Linked DNA regions of Drosophila melanogaster: region 2 is linked to region 1. A link is a contact called in public Hi-C data. All regions are on one chromosome and are shown on one strand. The core of a region is the stretch at or near the end of the contact, and the rest is flanking DNA. Distances in the headings are between cores, read along the strand shown. Region 1 holds the start of CG5854. Region 2 holds the start of lncRNA:CR46094 (long non-coding RNA:CR46094).

What was found. A called contact is a pair of places that touch in the nucleus more often than the background predicts.
Region 2: a Hi-C map of the S2 cell line shows a contact between it and region 1, with 3 times the contacts expected there. A contact is called at or near these places in 3 of 107 Hi-C or Micro-C datasets (the Kc167 cell line and the S2 cell line) and 1 of 7 datasets of targeted methods (the Kc167 cell line).

Annotation. Positions count from the first base shown.
Region 1 is chr3R:23,931,859-23,938,075 of dm6, reverse strand. It overlaps CG5854, which reads right to left and starts at 4,164. Exons shown (of 5, transcript NM_142939.2): 1 at 4,016-4,164; 2 at 3,732-3,905; 3 at 3,144-3,512; 4 at 2,779-3,047; 5 at 2,112-2,712. The coding sequence starts at 4,049. The coding sequence ends at 2,443. It overlaps CG13599, which reads right to left. Exons shown (of 2, transcript NM_142937.4): 1 at 6,082-6,217; 2 at 5,348-6,020. The coding sequence ends at 5,415. It overlaps RpS19b (Ribosomal protein S19b), which reads left to right and starts at 4,546. Exons shown (of 3, transcript NM_142938.2): 1 at 4,546-4,599; 2 at 4,666-4,986; 3 at 5,057-5,347. The coding sequence starts at 4,681. The coding sequence ends at 5,218. It overlaps Gdh (Glutamate dehydrogenase), which reads left to right. Exons shown (of 5, transcript NM_206551.3): 3 at 25-344; 4 at 449-653; 5 at 1,431-2,118. The coding sequence ends at 1,702.
Region 2 is chr3R:24,569,779-24,576,397 of dm6, reverse strand. lncRNA:CR46094 (long non-coding RNA:CR46094) reads right to left here and starts at 2,628. Exons shown (of 1, transcript NR_133443.1): 1 at 2,094-2,628. The region is part of intron 2 of REPTOR (Repressed by TOR); the gene reads left to right.

The sequences.
Region 1 (6,217 bases), core at 2,915-5,414:
TAATGGTAATATCTACATTCTTAGGCACCACTCCCGGCTGGGGCGGCAAGACCTTCATCGTCCAGGGCTTCGGTAACGTGGGCCTGCACACCACTCGCTATCTGACCCGCGCCGGAGCCACCTGCATCGGTGTCATTGAGCACGACGGCACTCTGTACAACCCGGAGGGCATTGACCCTAAGCTGCTGGAGGACTACAAGAACGAGCACGGCACCATTGTGGGCTACCAGAACGCCAAGCCCTACGAGGGCGAGAACCTCATGTTCGAGAAGTGCGACATCTTCATTCCCGCTGCCGTCGAGAAGGTCATCACCAGCGAGAATGCCAACCGCATTCAAGCTAAGGTAAAGTCTTAATTGAATATAACAAAAGAATCTTGTAAAAATGGGAATATATTCCCGTTTCAAAATGGTTAATATATATTTTAAATAATTTTCATCAATTTTAGATCATTGCCGAGGCTGCCAACGGCCCCACCACCCCCGCTGCCGACAAGATCCTCATCGATCGCAACATCCTGGTCATTCCCGATCTGTACATCAACGCCGGTGGTGTCACCGTCTCCTTCTTCGAGTGGCTGAAGAACCTGAACCACGTCTCGTACGGTCGCCTGACCTTCAAGTATGAGCGCGAGTCCAACTACCATCTGCTTGGTAAGTTTATCACACTATTATTATGCAAAACAATAGGCTCTTGAAGGCACTTGCTCCTCATCTCGTTATCTATCAATCTATCTATCTATCTGAATAAGTATACTTTGGCCCATTGATCATGCCATCTCATTGATTGGTTTATGGATTTAGTTATGCTATTTATTTTAGAAAACACAAAACCTATTAGAAAAGCGCTTGCTCTTTCGGCATTTGCTCTTCCCATATTGGTTCAGTACTTCCAAATTTCGTTTCTCGTCAATTTACTTTCGATTTATTATCCACCTACACCTGAAAATCAAACCATAACCAAGAGACTCTAAGATCGTTATATAATTTTGAAGTATCATCTAAGTAATTCGTTGTTTATTCTTCTTCTTTTTCCGTTTCTCTATCAACAATGTAGCCTCAGTCCAACAGTCAATTGAAAGAATCATTAATGACGGTACATTCTGATTATTAATTCTTTTCGTTACCACCTATCCATCCTTAAGCCCAAAAAACTTTTTCTACCTCATGTTTACCTTTTTTGTAGTTAGTTTTGTTCTGTAACGTTTATTTTGTGCATTTATTACTTGTTGCTTTATCCAAAAAAAAAAAAACACAATATCATAATCAGACTAATACCAGGAACCATCCAATCCTATGCTTTAATTCGGTATCTAATTATTTGGTGGCTTAAAAAACCCTGTCATATATGTATATGTGGTCCCTTGAGCATGTGGCACTCTTAACTAATCGCTTTGTCCTTTTGTTTCCCCCATCGCTGTTTTCCTGCAGAATCCGTTCAAGAGTCCCTGGAGCGTCGCTTCGGCCGTGTGGGCGGTCGCATCCCCGTGACCCCCTCCGAGTCGTTCCAGAAGCGCATCTCCGGCGCCTCCGAGAAGGATATCGTGCACTCCGGCCTGGACTACACCATGGAGCGCTCCGCCCGCGCCATCATGAAGACAGCCATGAAGTACAACCTGGGCCTGGACCTCAGAACCGCTGCCTACGTCAACTCCATTGAGAAGATCTTCACCACATACCGCGATGCCGGCCTGGCCTTCTAAGCCCGCTGAGTGTGCTGATTAGCCCCCAGACTCTTAACTAGTTAATTAAGCAATCGAACTCAAGAGCATAACTATTGCTATTGCTCCATGCACCGCCGTCTTAGATGAAAAGTCACAAAACCGAAATGCAAGAATCGTAATTTATATCTATGGCAATTGGAGCTGGCCAAAATAACTCTTTTAAAAAACAAAGCAAAACAAAAGCGAACTTTCGCCCGTGTTTCGTATTAAGTTGAACAAGTTGCGAGCTTATTATTGTTGATTTTCTGTAATTTTTAAGTTAATGAGCGTCAAAGTGAAGCAATTGCATTTTCAATTATGTATCGCAACGTCTCGTACCGTCAAGTCACGTTTATCGTACGATCGCTCCGTTGCCGTAACATTAAAATAATCAAATATACACAAAACTAAACTCTAAACAAGTGCATTTTAATTGTCGATTGCGGTTGGTCACTTAGCTAATCACAATGGAATACTCGTACGCAAAAACGTATATATCGCTGGATCGACTGGAATGTATCAAAAATATATGGGTTCTATAATACTATAAGTACACTTTTGTGATTAAAAAAAACGGAGATACAGCACAGCGTGCATGTGAGAGTATCCGTGTCCGTATACAAATTGGAAGAGGTTTGATAATCGTTTAAAAAACTAGTGGATTACAAGCTACAGGGAATAAATGTCTCCGGGTCCGAGTGCATGTCAACGTGGTGCAATCTTTTGATAGAAGTAGTGAATCAAAGAACCAACGATTTCGGAAACAATTGCTGCTTCACATAGTCGTTAATCATCTCCATGAGCAGCTCGCGAGTGACTTTCGGATGCTGCAGCACGTAGCCAAAGTCTTTCAGTTTCGTGTTATCCAAGTAGAGGTGCTTGTGCTGGAGCTGCTCCTCATCTAGGTACGGTGTCAGCGGGGTGTTGTCGATGCCATTGCGCTGGCAAATCTCGGCCCAGGGTGCCATGTGCTTGTCGTTGATTTCACTGACGGTGTCCGTGGGATAAAGCTGAAAATTCAAGCGAATAATAAACAATAAGCTGAAGCTTAGTGCGCCGATTAAATGCTAACTTACTTTTGCCAAATTCGACATTACAAGGCCGAAGAAATCCAAATTGATGTCGAAAATATCCACTAAAAGATTACTAATGGTGCCCTGCGTCGATGCTGAATCATCGCAGATGTTGTAGATCTGACCGGCGGTCTTGGGACTCTGAGCCAATTGCCAAACGGCAGCGCACACGTCCGATACGTGCACAGTATTCAAACGCATGGCATCGTTCCACAGCAGCTTCATTGTCTCGTTCAGGTATTTGTATATGGCAGCGATTATAATGCGCGGCACTGTAAACGAAAGGCAATGGGTGGTGGGTTCGGGATTAACCCATGGGCTTTGTCAATTACATCAATTATCGGGTATCAGCGAAGAGGGACACTCACTCAAATAGCGCTTATCGCCAATGCCATAGACCACGGGCAAACGGACGACCGTGTAACTGAGATCGTCGATGTTGGCCAGTTCCTTCTCCACCTTGAGCTTCTGCTTGGCCACGCCCGTCCAGGGATCCGTCTTGCAGTCCTCTTTTAACGGCGTCTTTTCGCTGCTGTTCACACAACCAGAGCTGAGTTCCACGTATCGTTTGACCCGCTGGTTAGCCGCCTCATTGGCGCAGTTCAAACTGAGCTTCAGGATACCCTCCTTGTATACGGCATCATCCTGGTTGGCACGCGTCTCGGCCGCACAATTGATGACAATGTCCCAGGCCCGTCCAGTGGTGGGGTGTGGCGCAAAAGCCGCCTTGCATGAGGCTGTATGAAAACAAAGGGAAGCGTTCTATAACCAGTTTAGGTGCAACAAATGCATTAGGGTGGCTCGTTACGCGCAGCGATACCAAGGTGGTACTTGAAAATTCTATATCCGATAGCGCTTTCCTTTCACAAGAATGTTAATTGCGGATTTTGGATCTCCATAGGAGTTGTGATCCGCATCCTGGTGGAACGAGCCACCCTAATGTAGTGATTACCTACCGGCGTTTATTAGGTTCGCGCTGCAGAACTCCACCCGATCGCTCTCGAAGACCCGCGTCTGCTCCTCGTTTAGCCATGCCATCTGCGGAGGGGTCTTATCGGCCAGTCGTATTTCCTGCGCCAGTTCATTGTCCAGCAGATAAGTGGCCAAGTTGCGTCCAATGAAGCCGCAGCCTGCGGGAAGAGGAAGAGCAGCGATGCAGTCAGCGATGCTGATAAGCGGAAGTGTGGAGTGGGGAGCGGGGGCAGGATGACGATGAGGAGGATGCAGCGGGACCACTTACCACCCAAAATCAGAACAGTCGGCTTTTCAGACATGCTGCAGGCGCGACACGGTCAACCGGAATGCGAATGAGTCAAGTCGAAAGATATATATTTGTTAGCGCTCGAAATGCTTTTTGTTGTTTTGTTTGGCTGTATTTCTAGTGTGACCATCCCGTGATCATTCTTAAAACAAGAAATACCTTCAATGCTCCACAAGCTGGTCACCCTATGGCGCTGTATTCAAACCTCTTCGAATGCTCTTCAATTAGCGTAGAACGTTTTATTCATTTATACAAACCAAAATACAGCAGTTCTTTGATTCTTACTCCATAGGGCTTCAGTGTCATAAAATTGTCCTTGTTAGTCTACCTTAAACCCCCTGTCACCAAGAACAGTAGTTTTGCTACATTGCGTTCCTTTCCAAGTTTATAGGTTAAGTTTTCGAAAAGAATTGCCAAGTTCACCAATACTGCACGACAAAACTATCGGAAAGTAATCCTTTGGGGTCAATGACCTGGTCCCTCTTTCAAACGTCACTTGCCAATCGTCCATTTTGACTAAAGTCAGCAAACTAACCGGAAGCAAACCTTTTTCTTCTCAAAAGGTAAGACTTTTTTAAATACATACATACATATATCGGACCCATGAGCCTTAAAAACGTGCTTTCAAGAACGTAGAGAGCAACATGCCTGGAGTCACAGTAAAGGAAATCGATCAGCACGTTCTGACCAAAAACATGGCTGCTTTTCTCAAAAAATCCGGAAAAATTTTTGTGCCCGAACAGGCCGTCTATATGAAGACTGGCAAGTTCAAGGAGACTGCTCCTACCGACGACGACTGGTTCTACACTCGCTGCGCCTCTATTATGAGACACCTGTACCTGCGCAGTCCCGCCGGCGTTGGGGCCTTCACCAAGGTCTATAGCGGGCGCAAGCGCAACGGTGTTCGTCCGTCCAAGCACTGTCGCTCATCGGATGGCTGTATTCGCAAGGTGAGTGGGAAATGGTTGTACTTTAAGGTTATATTTAATATTACTTAGCATGTATCTAACACATGAGCAGGCTCTTCAAGCCTTGGAAGCTGCTAACATGGTGGAGAGGCACCCGGATGGTGGTCGTAAGCTGACTCCGCAAGGACAACGTAACTTGGATCGCATAGCCAACAAGATTGTGGCCAAGCAGCGAGAGCGCAGTGCACCAGTTTCCATGATTATCACTACCTAAGATGATAATACCAATACCACGATGGATCATCTTTGAGTGCCTTGGGTTTTCAAAACATTCTCAATAAATCGAAACCAAAAATAAAATTAAACAATTATATACATAATAAAATAACTTAATACTTGAAATATAAACGATTCGAAACTTTATTTTTGACACAAACACGCCGAATAGCAAGAATCCAAGTTATAAAATGTTAGCTAGACCACAAATCTCCCGATTTTTGGTTGCCAGGAGCTCTGAAACCGCGAACTATGACCTCGGCCTGCCACCAACCGCTGGTTTCATTTGCTGCTTTCAAAACGTCATGCTCTTCGTTGGTCTGGCTAACGTCTTCCCCAGATTTATCCAGATTCCGCACGCCAAGATCGTGGTAAATATCCATCTCCTTGCAGCAGCGTAATTCATTCGGTGTGTTTTCACTGCAATGCAGTAGATGCAGGTGTATGTTCTTGCAGCTGCGCGGAAGTTGGCTTAATATATGCTTTGGGATTAGATTAAAGGAGTCACAATGGGATCCTTGGGGTCGATCGGAGTCTGTAAGGAGCTCCATTTCTAGAAACACGTTGGTGACTTTTAGTTCGGTGGAGAATAGCCTGTACAGCTCCTCGCAGGTGAGCAGGCGGAGCAGCGCCTGGTTGATGCGACCTTCGGGCAGAGCATGGTGCTCGCAATAGTGATCTCTGGATATGGAATCATGTGGTATGTGCAGAGTATAGGCCTCCGAGGGCATGAACATATTGTTGCCAAAAAGAAATCGCAGGCTCTTCACTTCAGAGCTCCTGAAGGCTTGTCGGATGATCTGTAGGAGAGAACTGGCAAGTAAAGACCAAAAGAAGTCCTGGATGTAAGGGGAACCTCACCTCTCTCATGTCACTAATAGATTCCTTGGTGGCCTTTGCCTTAGAGCGCTGCTGGTTGCGTTGGTAATGAGCAAAGGACTCCTGATCCTTGGATTCTCCCGATTCATCAGCATCTGACCATTTATCCACATAATAT
Region 2 (6,619 bases), core at 1,379-3,878, 640 kb before region 1:
ACACATATTTCATTCGTTGACAACTTAATTTATTAAATTGATTATATTTAGACTTGAGCTTTTTGTCCATGGTTATTTATACTTTTCCCCATGGGTGGTGACGTGCTATATTAGATAATGTCCAGTGGTCCAACCATGTTTCTCCACAAAAACCAGAAAATATAGCCATGAGTAGTAGTAGCAACTGATTGGCGATTGGCCCTGAACTTGACTTGAGTTGGTCTTCGGGAAAATAGAGTCAATGGTCTTGGCTTTTTTTTTTCTTCTAGTATACCGCCAAAATAAATGCTTAGTTGTGCTGAATGCGCTGTCAGTCTTATTTTTGTACATGTATATATTTTGTTATTATTTTTTATCAGCACACTTTGTTGTTGCTGTTGGGGCCAATGAACGTGTAGCTTGCAAATCAGCAAAAAAAAAAAAACGAGCTAAGGAAAATGGGAAAAAAATTGTTTATACAAGCTAGCAAATTGCTAAATGCTTTCCCCATCACATGCCGCGTGCATGTGAGCAAGCGTTCTATTTGAGCTACTGGTGGACGTATATAGCTCATCGAAAATCTAAAAAGTCCAGTGAAATCACGTTTAGCAAAGTGGTACGATTTTAGCAGGGATTAAATTGTGCAGCTTAGCCCTTTTTAAATGATTCTATTGATTCCATGGAAAGGAAGTTATGACTCTACTTTGACATCATCCGACGGATTATTTATTCATACTTTTTTTGATTCGCCAAAGATGGGGTAATTTAATTGATTTTCCTGGAATACTGTGAAATTCGAATCCCTTTGTTTGAACAGTTTGAACATTATTAAATGAGTGAAAATTAGTAGCGACCAAAATGGGGAGAAAGTGGAAAAGTTTTCTGGGGGTGGCCAAGAGAAAATGAGAAAACATATTGACACCCACGCATGATTCTGCGTGGTGCAGAAATGTGCCATTGTTATTTAGCCCTAGAAATGAGGTGTTGCCTCGTCTGGGGCCCCTTGTGCCAATTTCCATTTGATAAACATAAACAAATCGATACGCGTCACAACAACGTCTCCGCTGAATGTGGATGTGGATGCGGGGATGTGGGGCTGTGGGGATATCTGTAAGGACTGCATCAGTGTATAGACTTTGTGTACGCACACCAGCCGGCTAGCCCCCATAAAAACAACAACAAAAAAAGAGAGAAATAAAAAGATGGCAAAGAGAATGAACCAAAACCTTGGGGGTGGATTTTCGCCATTTTCCCGCTGCTGTGCTGGAAAATTACGACGCAGAAATGCTCGAGTTCGGAAGGACATCTCGGTGATGCCCACTCGGTTCGCCCACTTTACGCCCACTGTCCTTGACAGTCTGCGGTTGGCATTTTTGTTGTGCTTCTGCTTATTCATAACAAAAACAACATCGATTCGCGAGAAAGCCTTTCGCCGGGAAGCTTAGCGAAAGGCTTAAACCAAAGCTCTGGGCGTTGTCACATGGCCTTGTGGAAAAAGGGATACGCGGCCCAAAATCTAATTAATTAATAAGGGATTATTTATGCCTTGGCGTGCTTCCGAATTGGTCAAAATTCACAGCGAACGGAAAACTCGCGCCTATGCATAAATAAGATTGTGGATTGTGTGGGGAAACGACCATTGAAATCGCCGACGAAGGACAACGCCCACGAAAAAAAAGGAAGAAAAAAAGCTATTCAAGGTCTTCGAAGCTTTGCACTGCCTTGAACTTTGGCGCAGGAAAAGCGAAAGTGAAAGTGTGGAGCTTCGATCCCATGGAACCCGAATCGTAAAGCCCACGCATCCCTAAAGTACATATGTACATATACAAATGCATACATAGCTATGTATGTATCTAATCCCACTTTGTTACGTAGGCGGCGTCGGGTATCGGGAATATATATTGTAAATACTCAAATGCCGGCGCCCACGTCCTTGAAAATCATTCTACATGCCTCCTTGAACAGGGATAAATACAGTCGAGGTCACAAATATAACGATATGAAAATGAAAACGATATGAAAATGATATAAAACGATTTTCTATGTAAAGCTTACTTAAACGGACAATTTTATATTGAACAATTATAAATGAAATTTTGGAAATAACAAGATTTCAATTAAAAGGTTTATTTCAAAAATACTAACTAATTAACTGTACATAAATTACAATTTCTTTCTTTTGTATAAGAACTATTTTTATCTATATCCTAAATCCCTGCACTTCCGGTGCTATTATTTTCACCGCAGCTGTATATATGTACGTATAAACAATTTGTGCTTTTGTCGTGGCGGTTGAGGGTGTTAAACAGAGCGTGGGATCGGGCTGTTATCCTTGCTGCTCCCTACGTATCCTTGGCGTTCCCTCTGCAAGTTGGGTCGCAATTTCGTATTCAAGGACATGGTCGTGATTTTCTGCCACAGCAGCTACTGTATAAATAACAAATATACACATGTAACTCCGTGCGTCAGTTGGTTATTTTCCTCTCCTGTCCAGAATTTCCATTATGTGTCGCTAAAATTTAATTTAATCGAATTTGCAGACCCTTCATGTTGCCTGGTATCTTTAAGGTAATAAATTTCAGTGGGTCCTTGGAAGTTACAAAAATAAATGCAGTTTGAAGTTGGTTTATCTATGAAGAATTCTTGAATATATTAAATGTACATAAATGACATACATCACACATACATACATCATACAAGGCTATGATTGACAGTTCTGATTAATTCCGAAATGGGAATTCAGGGAAATCAGTGAATTCCTAGTATGCTTTTATCACCAGTTGAAATATAAACAAATAACGATTTTATCAGAATTCAATATAATATAAACAAAAACCCAACCTGATAAAAGCCGAGTAAAATATATCCGCTGAAGTTTCAGTTTTCCACGTTCATAATGCCAACTAAGCTGTATCGCATTACTCTTTAATGGGGCATAATTTCATCAGCTGAAAATATCCGAGAAGTTCACAGGAAACTCAGACAAATCGATCGCAGAAATGAGATACAAAAGTATCTAAAAGAATCCAAGTGATAGGCGGTGGATTCAGAAGTTGAATTGATACTGCTGTTTTTGCGATCTCTTGATTCGTTTTGTTATAAACAAACTAATAAAGATCGTGTGCAAAAAAAAGTGCAACGTCAGCGAGGAAAAACGCGCGCATTCTGCTTCTTTTATTGCTTGCAATTTTACTTAATTCTGCAATGGCAAAATACTTATAGTATTTTGTATTTTTCGATTGTTGTAAACAAGTTTATTTTTACACTGGCGAAAAATAAAATCAAATCGAAATCAAAGCGCCAGACAATTTCATAACAAAAATTTGCATAAAAAAGACCGAACGAGAACAACAACAACGGCGGCGAATGTGCAAGAAAAGGGAAAACAAGCTGAAGTAAACAACGAAAGTGACGTCAAAATAGAGGGTGATAGGAAGAGGAAACAAGAGAGGTAAGGGAAGAAGGAGAGAGTGGCGGAAAAGCTTTGTAAATGAATTTATTTAATAATCAAATGCAAAAAGCAGAAGAATAATAAAAACCAAAACAACAGACTGTACTCGAGCTTTTTGTTCCGCCTCTCTTATTCCCCTCTTCTTGCTCTCTCTCCAAAATGGAAAAGACGAAGTGAAAGAAGCAACAGACATTCGTTAGGTGTGTGAGTGGGAGAGATGGTGGGGCATGCGCTCTCATAAGCTGCGCTACTCACACCGAAAAAAATATTTAATACCAATGTGTAATTTTATTAAATGAAAACAAAAACTATCTTGGTTTTGCATACCACTTAAAAAAATATTCTTTTAATTTAATGTAGGGACCGGTTTTTTTCCGTGTTCTCTCTTCCAGCTGTACAATCAAAACAAAAGCGATTGGAGAGCTTTTGGCGCTCTGCTTTTTGGCTTTGTCGCCGAGCTTTGCACACTTTTTATCAATCGGTCAAGAACGTTTGACGAGCGCAGACCAACAAAAATAATCCAACAAAACGTTAAAGAGACTCCAGAATACAAAACCAGTGTATTGGGCAGCACATAAAAGCACACATGCACACAAAAAGTGTTATAATCAAAATAAAAGAGAGAAGGAAAACAATTAACGCGTACCGAGAAGATTGAAATAAATCAGAAAACCGAAAAACCAATAGATTTGTCATAATAGAAACAAGTTTTTTGAAATAGCCGCATTTAACGAAACGAACTAGTTTCCGAGGCAACGACATAAAAAACCATACCAATTTGCATAAATAAATAAACCAACAAACATAAACGCTGCCAAACTTGACGAATGCTTTGGAATTCGCCTACCGAATAATATAAACGTGTATATTGTTGTGTGCGTACATATATGTATATAAATTCTTATTAGAACCCCACTCCAAAACAAAAAGAACAAAAATAAAATACAGAGAGCGCAGAGAGAGCAAAAAGCCCCAAGTTTAGGCTCCGCTCTCTCTTCCATCGATCAGTTGTTCGCTTGCCGCTCAGCTGCTCGGTCGAAACCGCAAAATTGACAACAATCCGAAGCGAATAAAGTAGCTGAAAAAGCAAACAAAGCTAATCAGAATTTGTTGTAAATTTTTGCCATTAATTTAGAAGCGAGTTTCAACAAAAATTATTGAGTGCCGCAACCCGCAGTACGGAATAATACAAATAATAAATTAACACCAACTTTGTCGCCACTGATAAGATTTCTCCCCGCTTATCAAAATTCGTGTATGTAGCAAACCGAGTGTGTTTGGCTTGGTGTGCTGTGCTTCGGATGAGATATACTACAAATGTGCTTCATTATAAATAAATTTTCGTCTTAATCGCTACATGTGTGACCTAGTTAAAAAAACAACTCACACTCACGCATGAAATAACAATGAAATTTACATATAAACGTGGACCGCACCATATGCATAATAATTAATAACGAAAAGCGAAAACGAGGATGTGGATGAGGAAAAATTAAACAAAAATACAATATCAATTAATTTGTAAACACCGCGAGAGGGATTTGTTTAAACCGTGTGCATTTAATTGAAAATCTTCGAGGAAGTAATTTAAAAACGCTTTTACAACAAATCATCACAGCATCATTTTCTGACTTGTTTATACGCAACGAGGTGTAAAAACGAAAAAAAACAAATAAGGTGGGTACGAATACACATAAATAGGTGTATTAAAAAATGTTTAAATATCTTTTAAACGACAGAGGGGATGCAGAATGAAGAAGTTTAATCCAAACATAAAAATTTATATGCTATTTATATAATCGTGCTGTTCATGATAAGGATATTCTGTAAGGAATGCATGAAGGTTTAACAAGATTTATTTTACCGAGAAACATCTATTAATTGGACTAAAAATTTGATTTATGATCATGTTTGAACTTAATGGTTCAAACAGTCGAAAGAAATATTTGTAGTGTTGTCATAGGATCGGCATAAATCCTCAATGTTTACAACTTTCTAATGCAGCGAAGTACAATTTGTATGTAGCCCCCATAGCTGCGCTCACCCCACTTTCCTAAGCCGACACACTGGTAATTTATGATCGCAGACCAATTAAAAAATTAACTTAAGCCCAAAAAGGGGCTCCATCCACACAGCCACATCCCCACTATCCCCAACATAGAAACCGAAAACTTGAACAACAAAATCTAGCCTGCCCTTTGAAATGTGAGACCCACAAAGGCGAAAAAAAAAAAACTAAACCAAACCAAATTCGAGTCAAACAAAACAACAACAATAAAAGAGCATAGTATAGCACATAAACCTATAAACATTCCGAGTATTATTTATGTATCGAGCACACTGTGTATAGGCGACTTGATAGCGGCTTAAGTTAAGCATTTCCTGTCGCGTCAACAGAATCTTTTGGGCATCAAAAGAGTCCCCACGGGGCCATGGAATTCGTTGGGATACAAAAATATGAATCTTGTCTTCTTTTTTCTCCCTCGTTTTTTTTTTTTTTATTCTTTTCGAGAGGTCTATTTTTTCCCCATTTGTGCAAATAATCAAAGGCAAACACACACAGACACTTACAAATGAAACAAAAGGAAATCAACAGAAATTTGCTGTGTTGTTTGGCAACAACAAATTAAATTGAAATTGATTTCAATTTGAATTTTGTTCGCTCGGCTTGAGTTCAGTGTCAGTGCGAAAATTCAAGGTTGAAAACTGTTGACTTCGTACAAGAAATGAAATAAAACAAAATCCAAACAGCTTTAACACGTGAGAAGCAACCGCACACTAGTAGAGCCTAAAAGGCAGCCATATGTTGGGTAAACTTTGGGGGGGGGGAAAAAGCAGTAGAAGAGAAACCGAAAACAATCCAAAGCCACTTACCCCCTATCTTGAGTTGGAGCCAGTTTTTGAAGTTTTCTAGGCGTCCCATAACATTACGTATACGACATGGGTCCAGCTGCTACATCAGTTAATTGGATGCTGAACTTTCTGTTTGGCAATCTCCGCTCGCTCGATGGTTATAATACTGCCAGTGACTCAAGAGTTAGTGTGTCGATAAGAGCCATAAAGTGGGCAGGCAGGTTTGATAAAATAAATCAATAAAAATTCGCTGGAAAAAACGTAACACAAAAAGGCCTAAAAATATAAATTGGGGCAGAGTTAAGTGTGCTATAACTGATTAGAATGCTGATATTG